Regions from separate parts of the Mus musculus genome. Here regions 2, 3 and 4 are each linked to region 1. The links are chromatin contacts, called in public HiChIP or PLAC-seq and promoter capture Hi-C maps. All regions are on one chromosome and are shown on one strand. Each heading gives the region's core, a stretch centred on a gene start, on an enhancer-like site or on the middle of the called end of the contact. The rest is flanking DNA. Distances are from core to core; before and after follow the strand shown.

Region 1 (3,619 bases), core at 385-2,884:
CACTGAGTCCTTAGGTTAACTGGGAGGACATCCCTAGGAGGAATGTGAAATACATACCCACAGCAGCCATCACACTCATGGAGGCTCACACTGGAGGACTTGTCCCAAGGGCAGGAACCATGTCACTCTGTCCCCACCATAGCCATACCGGGCTCAGCACTAGAGTGCAGAAATAGATTTCAGAAATTGTGTAAAAAATTGGCTTCCTATGAGAAGGAATGGAGAAGATGGCTATCAGAAGCAGTAAGAGTGTGGCTGGACACACAGAAACAAGTCCTGTTAGACAGCCTATCCAAAAAGACTGCCATTTGCCAAGAAATAAGTAGTGGTGATAAGCTGTAAAGCAAGAGTTTTCCCTAATTTTCTGAACTTCAACAGTATACCAAGATTTCATTAATGGTTAGGAATTTCCTTAAAACCAACTATTTTAACTTATAGTGTAGACCAAACTAAAGTCCTACAGCCCCTTTAAGGAAATGTGCAAAATGGAGATCACAGGAGAAAGACTGCAGAAGTCAGACTCCAGGCTCTGGTAACTGAGGAATGTGATTTCATCTGTATACTTTGAGACTCTGGTCCATGACATTTTGTCCAGATGGCTAATAGGCAGAAGTCCCCTGGTTGCAGGTGATGGCAAATATTTAAACATCAAGCAGAGTCCAAAGTCAGAGAAAACAGCTCTATTACTTAATAGGTACTATTAATCACTTGACACTTTTCTCATCTGTGAAACAGAAAACTACCCATCGCTACTCGGTACTTTTATGCAGATCAACTCATACAAAATGGGTAGAGAAGTTAGTGTTTGATTTCAGAAAATGACAATATATGCAGTGTTCAGTGTCTAGTCGGGACTCAGATGTTTGCTTGTTCCCTTGATTTAGAAAGAATTTAAGATCCCATGTGTCATTGATCTGTAAAGCTATACAGCTAAAAGCTTTAGGTGTATAGAACAGATGTCAGAATACCAACCTTTTAAATCTTAAATAAGATTTTGTTTTTTTTTTAACTCAAGTTTGAAACGTGAACATTTCATATTGGCGGTTACTTTCAAAAAAGCTATTCTTAGAATGATTCTTCTGCCGGGTCTAGAAATTATGCAGACAAATTCCTCCTTAGGACCCTAAACTCTAGCAACTGACTGAAATCTAACCTATTCTGTCTTATTCCAGCGGGCTTCCCATTCCACCCCTAAAGACAACTGGGAAGCCTTCTGAGAAAAATAAAGCTATTTCAAGTTCCACTCCACAGTGACTGCCCCTCACTATGACTTTTCTTTAGATGGAGTAAAGTCTCAGGAATGTAGCGGGTGTTTCTGAAACGTCCCCAGTTCCTACAACTTTCGGAGCCCTTTTAGGGAACCACTTAGACTAGGTAAATTAGAGATGCCAGAAATCCGCCGCTACTCTCCTTCCTGCCCTTGCCACGCCCTCTCGGTAACCTAGGTTACAGCCACGCCCTCCTCCGTAACTGACCAATCACAATGCTTTGCGTTGCGGGACAAGGTTTAGCTCAGCTTGAAACTCAGAGCAAATCATTTGCTGCAAGCATCTGATCGGAAACGGAAGTGGAATAGTCGGCGGAAGATGAGTTCTGAAGATGAGTACTGTAGAGGTTCCAAAGCCGTGAGTGAGGAAGTTCTGGGCCGGGTCTTCCGGGGGCGGAGACTAGCCTGCCAGAGCTGGACTAGGGAGAGGGCTGGTAGGGTACCAGATGCAGGTCAGACCCCGAGTGCCTAGAATCCCTAGTTTACCCTGATAGTCCTCGGGGTCACGATGCAGCGGAGACTCTGGGTGACCTCCAGGTGAGGCGGAGGCGACGCCGCGGCGGCACTGAGTCCATGCGGGTTGGCCGGCGAGGATGCAGCCTGCACCTGCGAGCATCCCGAGCGGCCACCGCTGCAGCAGCCGCAAACACAGAGCGACCCGAGAACGCGGCGCCAGCGGCTAGTAAATCTTTTCCTATAGGGCGCCAGCGGAGAAGACAACCGAAAAAGCGAACTTGCCAAATTCTTGGTTTGGTTCGATTATTCAGCTACTCAAAGAGAATCTGTTACAGAACATGCCTTGCGCATGTAATCGGAGTAACTGGAGGAGATGGATCCGACCCCTGTTGGTACTTTTTTACGCAACAACCATCCTGGTCGCGGTTCCGATATGCATTTGGAAGTTTCAAAAAATGAAGGTAAGAGGGTCCTGCACCTCTACCCTTTCTTCCGCTGGTTGACAGAGTTCCTTTGTCTGCCTTCTAATGCTTGAGGTCTGAAAAACATTTCGTCTGTGGACATTAAACCAACCTGACTGGTTTTATTTAGCCGCTACAACTGGAGGTAGGTCCGGGTCGAGAAACAAATAGTTAAAGCACCTACTTACAATGGGCGCTTTCCCAATATTCATCAGTCCCAGAAAGAACTTTATTCTTGAAATCAGATCTGCTATGCAGGTACTAGGGCTTGACCAGACCAAATAAACCATCTTAAAAACTATGTTCTGGATTTTATAGGCTTTTAGCCGGTTTTCTGGAACCAAAGGATTCTTGTTAAATTGACTTTGCTAATTAACTTTACGTTTGAAGTTACAAGTTTTCTTTGTTTCTTTCCTTAAAATCTCCTGTAAACCAGGCTGTTCTGGATTTTGCTTTGTAGACTAGGATGATCCTCCTGCATCCAAACTTCCCAGTGCTTGGATTACCGGTGTATCCATCATTCTGTTTACTCAATGCAGGGATTGAACCCAGGGCTTTGTTTATTTGAGGCAAGCACTCTACCATCTGAGCTTCATCCCCAGACCTGAAGTTACTCCTTAACCAAAGCAAAAATTTTACAAACATCCCCTGTGTGTTCCTTTATATTTAAAAAAAAAAAAAGGTGTATTTGTTGGTGTGTTCGTGGGATGGTCCAGTTGTGGAGGTCTGAAGGTGGACAACTTGGAGCAGTTGGCTCTGCTCTCTCATCATAATGAGTGCTGAGGACTGAGCTGAATCTATCAGGGTTGGAGACAGGCACCTACCAGCTGAGACATCTCTCTGGCCCTCTTTGTTGATGTCATGTTGTGACATTAGTAAAGTATTACAAGCTGGATAGCTAACCTATGTCTATAGTATATCTATAAAGTGAAAACTTAGAATTAATAACCAAAAAGTACTTTTATTAAGAAACAGTTATTTTGGAAGAGTTATGGCAGACCAGGTAGATGCATACAACCCACCCCCCTTTGATTATGGAAAATATTTTAATCAGTGTGTCTAAACATATTCATAGGATCTTTTTGTTCACTAAATCTTGTTGGCTTTTCTAATTATAGTTCATATAGGTGTTTAAGGGTATTAAATATGACATTAAATATTTCTCATTTGTTATGTTTTTAGGCAATTTGAGATTTGTCCACCCAAATTTAGGTCTAGCAATCTTAATTTAAATGTAATTTCCTCACTTAGTATTCCTTGGAATACAGTATAGAAAGGGAAATGAAATGTACACAAGCATGGCCGCCTGAGCCTCATCTCTGTAACCCTCTCGAATGGTGTTTATGGCAAGATGGAAGATGGAAACAGACTTGCCTAGAAGCTCGACAGCCAGCCAGCCGAAATAAGAGACCCTGCCTCAAGGTGGAAGAAGAGC
Region 2 (3,619 bases), core at 354-2,853, 230 kb before region 1:
AATCCAAAACCTAGTCTTTGTGTCGAGTGTCCAAAATAGAGACAGATACTCCCTTCTCCAGATTCCTTTGGGCACTATTCAAAAAAGTAAACTGTATTCTCTGCTTTGTTATTTTTTTAATATTTCTTTATTTACCATGTGCATGCACTGGTGCCATAGCACATGTGACAAGGTCAGAGGACAACCTGCAGGAGTTGGCTCTCTTCTCCCACCTTGTGGGTCCTGGGGATAGAGCTCAGGTCACCATGATCATCACCTTGAGCCTTTACTCACCGAGCCTGCCTGTAAATTATTTTCTTTATGCTGTTTCCCCCCACACAGTAACATGCAACAGGGTAACTAATGTGTTTTCTGTCTGTGACTGTTTTTCTGTCTTGTAGGGCAACTGAGGGGCTTCCCACGGGTGGCTTAGTCCCTGTGTTGCTGTTCTTCAGATAACCACTGTTCATGTAAGTTCCAGGGTAATGACATGATTTTGGGGGATCCCAGGACTTTTCTTTCCCTTGTAGATCATGGGTATAGAAAGGCTTACGATGTTCCAAGGGTAATTTATCAAGAAGTGCATGGCTTCAAAGAAACAAATGGTCTCTCTATGTGAAAAACCTATACCTAAAAATTAAAACAAAACAGGATAAGCCTGCAGCATTGTCATAAAAATCCTGAAACCATGACACTCATGGTTCTCATAACTAAGGTAGAATTATTCCACACGTCAGTGATTCAGCCTACATCTGTTTTTCATGAATGGTAATGATTGAGCAATGGGGACGATAAGGGAGTGAGGTAGGAAGTTTGAGTAGACATTCAGCCCATGTCCCACGCTCCTCCCATAACAGAACACAACACATTGCTCCACTCCCTTTGCACTGAGAAGCAATAAGTCACAAAATTCCCACAATAGAATTTGCAAGCTTTGCTATCTATATATTATCTTTAAAATGGTACCTACAATATAAAAAATCATTTCACAATATTTTGTTTTAGAGTTTCATAGAATCAAGAAATTATTCCTATATGATTTAGAAAAAAAAAACCCTCCAAGTTTTCTGTTTTATAAACTTCTGTTTTATTTATTTTTCTTAGCATGTAATATACTTTTTCTTCTTTCTCCAACCATAAAAAATAGATCCAGCCTAGTAAGAAAATGCTTGAAGGCTCCTTTGTAGATTTAGGGATGGGATACACAGTAACATGTTACATAACTCTGGATTGATGCATCATTAATCAGTTCATGTGAGTAGCTGTGTACCAAGAGCTTAACGAGGAGGACATGTGCCACACTGCTGTGACTAGGCTGACATTTGAAATGTTATTAAAACAGTATCATCAGCATTTTAAATAATGAGGCATTATATTATCTTTCATACTTCAGAACCTTTTGAGAAGACTTCCAAGTATAGCTCTGATGCTTGAGAAGGGCTGAGGAATGGCTGCTTGTGACCATCAGGTGTTAGGTCCAACACCAAGAGACACAGAAACCCAAGCAGAGCTCATTCACAGACTTGGTGGACATTAAGCCAACATGCTGCCAAGATAAACATTTCCCATTCGCTGCCCCGAGGCGTCCTTCCTATGTACGTGGGAGGAATTCGTTTGCCAGATGTTGCTGCTTATTTTTCAAGTCTGTCTTTGGCTTGTGCTTATTTTTTCTGCCCTCCCCCAGCTTCTCCCATATACACTACATGGGGGAAGCAAGGCTCTGTGACCTTGCTAAAGAAGTACCTAACTGTTCCCGTCAATACATCAGTCTCAGCATGTGTTCTTGTTTATGTGTCCAGCCTAATTGCTGATGGATATTGAATGATTAGCTTCCCCCATTCTATGCTATCTGGATATCCATCAGCAAAAGGGACTACTTTACAACCTGGCATCGCGAACGACATCTTTCTCTTTTATGATAACAAAGGGCTTATTAAAGATAAATCAAGATGAGGAGGATAAAAAGTCAACTTGAAAGGAAAATGTTGCGTTATTCTTCAAAGACACATGATGCCTGGCTCTTCCAAAAGATCACACAACAGAATGTCAGGCCATGTCTATCAGCTGGGGCTTACAGAGGGATTTCCCTGCAACCTTGTTTCTCCCTCAAGACAGAGCACCAAACTGGCTGATTACCTGTTCTTTATTGGCCTTAATCTAAAATCACCCAGCATCCTCAGGAGGCTCTCACCCAGCCACATTTCCCTCTCAACTTGCCCAAAGCTAATTCTTGTTGTAGACACTGCCTCTCCAGCCACTGAAGGCTTACTTCTGACACTCTGATGGGATTCCCAGAGATGTGTCCCTCTGCTATCTTCCAGATCATTCAAAAATTAACTGGACCAGCATATGATGGAGACAGAGCATATGATGGAGATAGAGCATATGATGGAGACAGAGCATATGGTGGAGATAGAGCATATGATGGAGACAGAGCATATGGTGGAGATAGAGCATATGATGGAGACAGAGCATATGATGGAGATAGAGCATATGATGGAGATAGAGCATATGATGGAGACAGAGCATATGATGGAGATAGAGCATATGATGGAGATAGAGCATATGATGGAGATAGAGCATATGATGGAGATAGAGCATATGATGGAGACAGAGCATATGATGGAGATAAAGCATATGATGGCGATAGAGCATATGATGGAGACAGAGCATATGATGGAGACAGAGCATATGATGGAGACAGAGCATATGGTGGAGACAGAGCATATGATGGAGACAGAGCATATGATGGAGATAGAGCATATGATGGAGACAGAGCATATGATGGAGATAGAGCATATGATGGAGACAGAGCATATGGTGGAGACAGAGCATATGATGGAGACAGAGCATATGATGGAGATAGAGCATATGATGGAGATAGAGCATATGATGGAGACAGAGCATATGATGGAGATAGAGCATATGATGGAGATAGAGCATATGATGGAGATAGAGCATATGATGGAGATAGAGCATATGATGGAGATAGAGCATATGATGGAGATAGAGCATATGATGGAGATAGAGCATATGATGGCGATAGAGCATATGATGGAGATAGAGCATATGATGGAGACAGAGCATATGGTGGAGACAGAGCATATGATGGAGATAGAGCATATGATGGAGACAGAGCATATGATGGAGCTAGAGCATATGATGGAGCTAGAGCATATGATGGAGCTAGAGCATATGATGGAGACAGAGCATATGGTGGAGACAGAGCATATGATGGAGATAGAGCATATGATGGAGATAGAGCATATGATGGAGACAGAGCATATGATGGAGATAGAGCATATGATGGAGATAGAGCATATGATGGAGATAGAGCGTATGATGGAGATAGAGCGTATGATGGAGATAGAGCATATGATTATTTTCTTCTCTCTTGCTCACACTCACCATATTTCCAACTCACTGACACTCGGGGCCTGTTGTGTTTTCTAAGCATTCTCAAACTATGCTGGAATATATTGGAAGACCATATTGCTTTTAAACTTCCAGAAAATGAAAATGAAAGCAAGTGACCTGGGGGAGGGGGATATTTTGTTCATCAATAGATTCAACAGACACTAGGATTTTGTGGGGTTTCTGGTCACAAAGTGTCCACAATAAATCCACTGAGCAGAACTAA
Region 3 (3,619 bases), core at 417-2,916, 220 kb before region 1:
ACAGACACTAACAAGATTAAAAGTAATAACAACAATCTGGTGGAAATCTTAACATGTCTTTAAAATTGACTGCTTGAATTCAATGTAAGCTTATCCTGGCACGTCGAGGCTGCATTTGTGAGTGGTACACTCTGCATCGGTATAAGCTCTGGGATGTTGTTCTTGGACTTTACTGATCATTAGCTCAGCAGTGATCATGCTCATGTGCCTGAAATTGCTATGCTTTTGAAGTTCTGAGTCTGTTCTCTTGCTGTTTTGTTTGTTTGTTTGTTTGGTTGTTTGTTTGTTTGTTTGTTTGGTTGGTTGGTTGGTTGGGTTGGGTTGGGTTTGATTTGGTTTAGTTTGGTTTGATTTGGTTTGGATTGGATTGGTTTATCATGGTTGAGCTGTCAAGTTGCCACCTTTTGAAGAAAGATTCTTAAGCAACTCACCCACTTCCTCGGCTTGGCTGCTTTAGTCTGTTTATGGTTTAGGAAGTCAGATAATAATTGTGGAACAATGAGAGTGATGTGGCAGTGGACAGGCTCCTGAACACCTGTCAAAAAGTCCAGTGAGCAGAATAACTTCTATTTCAGTCTGTCTTCATGGCAGTGACTATGTTCTAGCTACAAGAGTCAGGAATGTAAGCAACCCCTGAAAAGCTGAAATGTGCTTCAGTAACTGAGCAGCTACCACAGCAGAGCCCCCCAAAACACCTCAACTCCTTGTATTTCTAGGCCAAAAGGTAAAAAACAGATGCAAGCTGAAATATTAGTGCAGATGTATATGGGAAATCCATTTGGATTATTTTTGCAGAGAAAAGAAAAAGTTGTATAAAGAGAAAAGAAAACTATTTTGTATAAAGAGAATACGTTGGGGGTTTGTAATTCAGAAAGTTAACCAAAGGAAATGGCAAGCATCCAAAGCAGGAAACTGTAAGTTTAACTAAGGATAGCCTATGCTTGATTATTCAATCTCCCATTAGCCAATAACCAAATGAATGAGTCTTCAATTAAAAAATCCCTTCTGAGTCTGAAGGAGGTAAAATTAGAGCAGAGATGAAAATGAAAACATGAAATCTATGACTTTTTGTTTTCTTAAGGATGAGTCACTGAGGATCTTCTAAATGATTGATTGCAACCCGTGAGAAAAAAGAACACATTAAGCCATTTGAGCCCAGTGGCTCTCTGGGGATCTCGCCTCCACTGTTGGAACAATTTGATTGCATAAGCTAATGCTACACATTACCAAAGTGAAAGAGTTCCAACATTTGGTTCCTTTGTCTGCCTGGAGTCTACTAATGTCATTTTCTAAAGTGGAAACCCATCTAGGACTATCATAGGCTTAATAGTATATTTTACTTTTAGTTTAATGGGGCAGGACAGGGTGTGTATGTGCACACGAAGTGCCCATGGAACCCAGAGGTGGCAGGATCCCCCAGATGGAGTTATAGACAGTTGTGGGTGCTGGCAACAAACTTGGATCTTCTGCAAGAGCAGTCCATACTTTTAACCACTGAGTCATCTCTCCTGTCTCATATGGCTATGTTTTTAATATTTTGATTGCATCTTATCCAATTTCAGAAATGATAGTGGTGCCTTAAAGTAAATCCCCATACACAGTAAGAACGCTGAACTAGAAAGGGAAAAGCAATTCTGGGCAGAGAGAGCTGAGTCTGTCTACTCTAATAACAGGGGCAGATGGTGACAAATGACAACAGAGTTCTCTAAGAGCCAAAGCAAACCAAGGGCAAAGGAGGGATTACACATTCCTTATCCAAACAAAATGTATTTCATATTGAGGAGCTGAACATCCTCTAAGAAGTATTTATTGCTTGGATGCTTTACAAGTGGTGTTAGAGAAAATAGCAGACAATCAGAAGCAACTCCCACCTGGATGTCACTGTGCATAACTGTAAATCATGTCATATTCACAAGCCCACTATGAGTTCAAACGGTAAATCATCTCATTATTCATAAGCCCACTGTGAGTACATGCATGCACACTGCCGAGCTTAACCCTATAATAGATTCACATGTTTATGAAATCCATAGGTACATATATGTGTGTACATATACATACATAAAGCATATATATATATATATATATATGTAAATTTTTGAAAAATTACTCTCTATAAGGGTAAGGAGACATACAGACAGCTAGTAAGGACAGCCACAACAGGCTCATTCACCCCTGGGTGTTAACAAGTTACAGTGTGACTTGGTCATTTTCTCATCCGGTGGTTGGGTATATTTCTTCTTCCCTTGGATGTGGGATGACCTTGTGAGTAGCTTCAATTTACAGAGGTGAAATTTGTGATTTCCTAGCAGACTTTGACAGACTATGCCATGTCCACTAGCGCAGGGCATCAAGAAACATGGGGCTGCAATGTGGAGGCCAAGAAGTTCACCCAAGGGAGTGACCCTGGGGCAGTTGGTACCTCCTGACAGATGTGAGGACAGAGCCTTTTAAGCTCTTCTACAGACAAGACACCAAGCCAGCAAAGACCCTGTCTTTCATGGCAGACCTCAGGAAAGGCCCAAATGGAACAATTGAAACTGATAAAGACCAGAATCATAAGGTACTTAATTAAGCTAATGTTAGTCATATTGGGGTAGTTTTCATTTTGCAAAGCTACCACGTAAGGGCATTTTATTATGAGATGTTGACACTCAAGGTACCTATATCTAACAACAGGAAAAATGTCTATTTCAAGAAGATTTCTTGCAGGTCCTTTGTGTACATACTCTGATGCCTTCTGGTTTTGTGTTTTAATGAGGTTTCTGTATATGCAAATGTGTGTGTCTGCATCTATACGTGTTTCTCATGCCTTCTCTTAGGCTCTTTTTCTTCTGTTTATCTTGTCCTACTCCTTTTTGCTTGTTTTTATTGTATTTTATTTCATTATTATTTCTTAGATACCTGTTCATTTCTAAGAAGAAACAGAAAGGGTATGGATCTGGATAGGAGGGTAAACTGGGAGGAGTCAAGAGAGAGAAACTGTAATCAGAATATATTGTATGGGGAAAACAGTTTTCAATAAGATAGTTTTTATTTTATTATATAAGTAAAATAAACTAATTTCAATAAAAACAGAAATTGTAGCTGTCTGTGCTGCATCAATGGAGTGTCTACCTACTTTCATCTTTTGTTTTCTTCTTCAGTAGAATCATAAGTAGGTTGAGAACACAACTTGAAGAACCAATAGAATTTACTGGCACACCAATGTTCTAGAGGAATAACCAATAGAATTTACTGGCACAGCAATGTTCTAGAGGAAGAACCAATAGAATTTACTGACACACCAATGTTCTAGAGAAAGAACCAATAGAATTTACTGACACACCAATGTTCTGAAGGAAGAACAATAGAATTTACTGACACACCAATGTTCTAGAGGAAGAACCAATAGAATTTACTGGCACACCAATGTTCTAGAGGAAGAACCAATAGAATTTACTGACACACCAATGTTCTAGAGGAAGAACCAATAGAATTTACTGACACACCAATGTTCTGAAGGAAGAACCAATAGAATTTATTGATACACCAATGCTCTAGAGGAAGAATCAATAGAATTTACTTACACACTCATGTGTGAGAAGAAGTTTCTGGAACAATGAACTAGGAAAATAAA
Region 4 (3,619 bases), core at 454-2,953, 170 kb after region 1:
GATGCACGAGCATCGGATGGAATCATCATGGCTCCCTGAGGCTTTAAAACCTTCCTGAAGCTTATGAAGATACGATCGTGTCGTTGGAGCGCACAAAGAACAGATACCCACCTCGAGGAACTTTGAGTGTGGTCCTGGGGAATAACTGGTAATTAGCAAGATAATCAGAATAGGCAAAGGTCTGAAGTATGGCTGGCGAGAGGGGGGCAGCAAGGCCAGAAGCTGCAGGAGGCAGGGAAGCTGTGCGGGAACAGGGAGTAGTTTAATCAGTAAGAGGAAGAAAATTAAAATCTGTGGAAGGAAAAAAAAAACAATGCCTGTGGTATTAATTATTAAAAAGTAAATCCTGTTTTGGGGTTCACTACTGGCCTCAATGGTTTATGTTCCTGGAAGAAAGACACACACACACACACACACACACACACACACACACAGCCTTTATATTTTATCATGCCTTGAACAACACAATAGCTGGGCCACTGCCTAACCTCTGCATAGTTAATCTATCTCCTGCTGAATATCCCAAGTTACTACTTAACTACTTCTATGTTCTGTTTTTGTTGCCCTGGACCCAGGTGGGCAGCTCTGGGACGAGCTCTCCCAGTACTCCACGTGGCGGCCATGCCTCTCTGTCCTGCACCATTCTCAGGCATGGCTGCTCTCCTCTCTTCCACACTCTCCCTGCATGGAGGATCTGTCTCTGTCTCTGTCTCTGTCTCTGTCTCTGTCTCTGTCTCTGTCTCTGTCTCTGTCTTTCTCTTTCTCTGTTTCCTCCCCTCCCCTCCCCTCCCCTCCCCTCCCTTCCTTTCCCCTTCCCTTCTTTCTCTCTCTTCTCCTATCCTCTCCTCTCTTTCTCCTTTCTCCTTTCTCTGGACCTGGGAAATTCTAAAATCCCGCCTCTGTCTCTCCTCCCATCTTTATTTACCAATCAGAACCAACTGGGGGCAGGTTCCCAGAAGCTAAGCGCAGACCTTCCCACCCAAACAGTTTTGGGGGAACATATTGGCATTTGTAATACAAGCAGCTACAAATGCTAAATATTGTAGAAAGTTTTTCTTTCTTTCTTTCTTTCTTTCTTTCTTTCTTTCTTTCTTTCTTTCTCTTTCTTTCTTTCTTTCTTTCTTTCTTTCTTTCTCTCTCTCTCTTCCTTCCTTCCTTCCTTCCTTCCTTCCTTCCTTCCTTCCTTCCTTTTTTTTCTGAATATCTTTTTTGTGGGACTTTGGGCTTTAGCAGGTAAATTCATCTGTCTGGAAGTTGGCTACCAACTCCCTATCTGTTTAAGCTGTCAGCAGCATGTTCATATGCCTACTCCAGACCTAAGCAGGGCCATACATCTTTAATTTAGCAAATACCACTATGTGCTTGCTACATGCCCAGTGCTGGGTTGTGACAGTGTGACACAGTTCTGTCTCTTGAGTAGGTGGATATCCACTAGGGGAAGTGGTCAAAAGCCTGTGCGCTCAGTAATTCTGCAGTACCAGAGGCAGTGGGGGTCCTGGAGAGGTCAGTGCAGAGCCGGCATACATCAGTTAGTCACTTAAGCACAGCTGAGCTGAAATGCTGCGTCCGTCTTGAGAGGGAATCTGCTTCCATTTCAAGGAGAGTGAAGTATGTGTTTGAGTGTCCCCCAAACTCCTCGGTTGCTATTAATACAGAGTTTACGGGTGTGGCTCAGTATAGAGGGTGCTCAGAGTGAAGATTCAGTCCCTGGCATCCAGCAAAACTATGAACTGAAATCCGTGACTCACTGGAAAAGGAAGCAGGCAGAGTACCAGTTTAGGAAAAGAAGTCACTGTTTGCTTTCACACCCAAACATTTGGTCTTCTTGAGCGGATGCGCTCAGCGCTGTCAGTGTTGTGTTTTTCAGGACAGGGTTTCGAGGTGCATAACTTTTTCTTGTAGTGTTTCTGACCCTGACTGTGGAAGTGAAGAGACCTAAACTAGGGATCTGAGCTGGACCATAGTAAGAGGCCAGACCTGGCAGGGTTGCGTGTGTGCATGCTGTCTGAGGGGAGCTGCCAGCATTCCTGTGATGTTCTGTGTGGCCTGACAGGACATGCTGTGCTTATCTGAGGTGGGCAGCTGTCCAGGAGTCTGAGGACTTTAAAAATAGTGTGGCAGCATTTATGAGCATCTCTAAAAAGCCCTGTGTACTGTATTTACTTCTCTGAGTAAATCCTTTGAACAGACTGAGTTTTGTTTTCTTGCCAGCCTGTGAGGATTCAGTTTCTGAGCATCCTGGCAAATCAGAGTTGGGGTTTGGACTAGAGAGTTAGAAAAGATGCAGGAACAGTGCGTGGGGGAGATGGAAGGTGGAGCTTTCCAGGGGAGCCCAGAGGCACCTTAGACGCAGGAGGTCTGGGCAGGGCAACCTCTTCACCTTTATGTATTACACACACACACACACACACACACACACACACACTTTCTGAGTTCTGCTATAACCACTTTGGTGTTTGACACTTGGTTTTTATTCTAAACTATAACTTTTTTCCTTTCTTTCTTTCTTTCTTTCTTTCTTTTTTTTTTTTTTTTTTTTTTTTTTGGTTTTTCGAGACAGGGTTTCTCTGTGTAGCCCTTGGCTGACCTGGAACTCACTCTGTAGACCAGGCTGACCTCGAACTCAGAAATCCGCCTGCTTCTGCCTCCCGAGTGCTGGGATTAAAGGCGTGCGCCACCAACGCCCGGCTATAACTTTTTTCTATAGAAATGTTTTATAATGTTACTGAAGTAATATTAAAGTAAATGAATGTTTTTGCTTTTTGGTAGTGCTCCTTCTTCAGTGTGTCCCACAGCAGGTGTTCTTTGAACATGGTGTCTAGGCCAGCATCACCATCTAGTGTGATGGTTGGTTTCCATTGTCACCTTGATAGGATTTGGAATTGCACAGGAGACCCGACTTTAGGCTTGTCTGTGGGGGCGTTTCCAGAAAGGGTTAACTGAGTGGCAGTGTCCACCCCATGTGGGCAGCACTGTGCTATGGCTTGCTTCATTCCTGCTGTGTTCCTCCATGACTGATCATATACTCTTTAACTGTGGGCTTCCCCGTGACTGACCATACAACTCTTGTTGAACGTTGCTTATGAATGTGAATTTATACCATAAATGGTATAAACCACTTGACGGTCTATGCTTTCTGTTCACAAGTCACGTGTGTAATAACAAATGAGTAGTCAGTTCTCCTCCTCCAGAGAAAGTGACACATTTTTCTATGACTCTCTTACTTTGTTTTAAAAGCTGTCCATGACAGTGTGAGGCGTAGTGGGCCACACCTTTAATCCCAGCACTTGGGAGTTAGAGGCAGGTGGATGTCTATGAGTTAGAGGCCAACTTTAGGACAACCAAGCCTAGACAAATTAACCCCGTCTCCGAAAACCTGATACAAAACTACACAAAAGCAAAAGTTGCCCGTTACTTATTTTACAAAGGTTTCTTTCTTTCTTTGAAAATGATGATAATATTTTCATTTAATTTAATTCATCATCCTTTTGTTGTATATGTTTAGTCAGGTATGCATGCTATTGTAAATCTTGCTGTCAGGAATGTCCCGGTTGGGGATTCATTTTTGCATATCTAGAATACTTAAGGAATTATATCCATGATAAACGTAACTCGTAAT

The links. Promoter capture Hi-C pulls out the DNA fragments that hold promoters and counts their contacts. HiChIP or PLAC-seq counts read pairs in DNA pulled down with a chosen protein or histone mark.
Region 2: a contact with region 1 is called in an H3K4me3 HiChIP or PLAC-seq map of craniofacial prominence, with 4 times the contacts expected there. The contact joins the enhancer-like site here to the promoter of Tmem184c in region 1. A contact is called at or near these places in 1 of 39 promoter capture datasets (the 3T3-L1 cell line), 4 of 484 Hi-C or Micro-C datasets (3T3-L1-derived adipocytes, embryonic fibroblasts, embryonic stem cells and 1 more) and 2 of 115 datasets of contacts at active chromatin or transcription factors (craniofacial prominence and embryonic stem cells).
Region 3: a promoter capture Hi-C map of the 3T3-L1 cell line shows a contact between it and region 1, with 2.8 times the contacts expected there. The contact joins the enhancer-like site here to the promoter of Tmem184c in region 1. A contact is called at or near these places in 3 of 39 promoter capture datasets (the 3T3-L1 cell line and frontonasal cranial neural crest), 3 of 484 Hi-C or Micro-C datasets (3T3-L1-derived adipocytes, embryonic fibroblasts and nephron progenitors), 1 of 115 datasets of contacts at active chromatin or transcription factors (embryonic stem cells) and 1 of 9 other capture datasets (adipose tissue).
Region 4: a promoter capture Hi-C map of macrophages shows a contact between it and region 1, with 5 read pairs. The contact joins the enhancer-like site here to the promoter of Tmem184c in region 1. A contact is called at or near these places in 6 of 39 promoter capture datasets (the C10 cell line, the HPC-7 cell line, macrophages and 1 more), 3 of 115 datasets of contacts at active chromatin or transcription factors (effector CD8 T cells, embryonic limb bud and memory CD8 T cells) and 2 of 9 other capture datasets (adipose tissue and liver).

The regions. Positions count from the first base shown.
Region 1 is chr8:77,608,668-77,612,286 of GRCm38.p6, reverse strand. It overlaps Tmem184c (transmembrane protein 184C), which reads left to right and starts at 1,634. Exons shown (of 10, transcript NM_145599.4): 1 at 1,634-2,184. The coding sequence starts at 2,062. It overlaps Gm39200 (a long non-coding RNA gene), which reads right to left and starts at 206. Exons shown (of 3, transcript XR_878939.2): 1 at 58-206.
Region 2 is chr8:77,840,570-77,844,188 of GRCm38.p6, reverse strand. No RefSeq gene overlaps it. Among named protein-coding and RNA genes, the nearest start is that of Gm23981, 35 kb to the right of the region's middle. Within about 2 kb of position 1,603, at least 20 of the 459 cell types and tissues checked have an H3K27ac peak or open chromatin away from gene starts, as enhancers often do. A contact at or near this core is called in 3T3-L1-derived adipocytes and craniofacial prominence, where this site is marked.
Region 3 is chr8:77,824,013-77,827,631 of GRCm38.p6, reverse strand. No RefSeq gene overlaps it. Among named protein-coding and RNA genes, the nearest start is that of Gm23981, 18 kb to the right of the region's middle. Within about 2 kb of position 1,666, at least 19 of the 459 cell types and tissues checked have an H3K27ac peak or open chromatin away from gene starts, as enhancers often do. A contact at or near this core is called in 3T3-L1-derived adipocytes and adipose tissue, where this site is marked.
Region 4 is chr8:77,442,770-77,446,388 of GRCm38.p6, reverse strand. All of the region lies in intron 3 of Arhgap10 (Rho GTPase activating protein 10), which reads left to right. Among named protein-coding and RNA genes, the nearest start is that of 0610038B21Rik, 72 kb to the left of the region's middle. Within about 2 kb of position 1,703, at least 69 of the 459 cell types and tissues checked have an H3K27ac peak or open chromatin away from gene starts, as enhancers often do. A contact at or near this core is called in adipose tissue and macrophages, where this site is marked.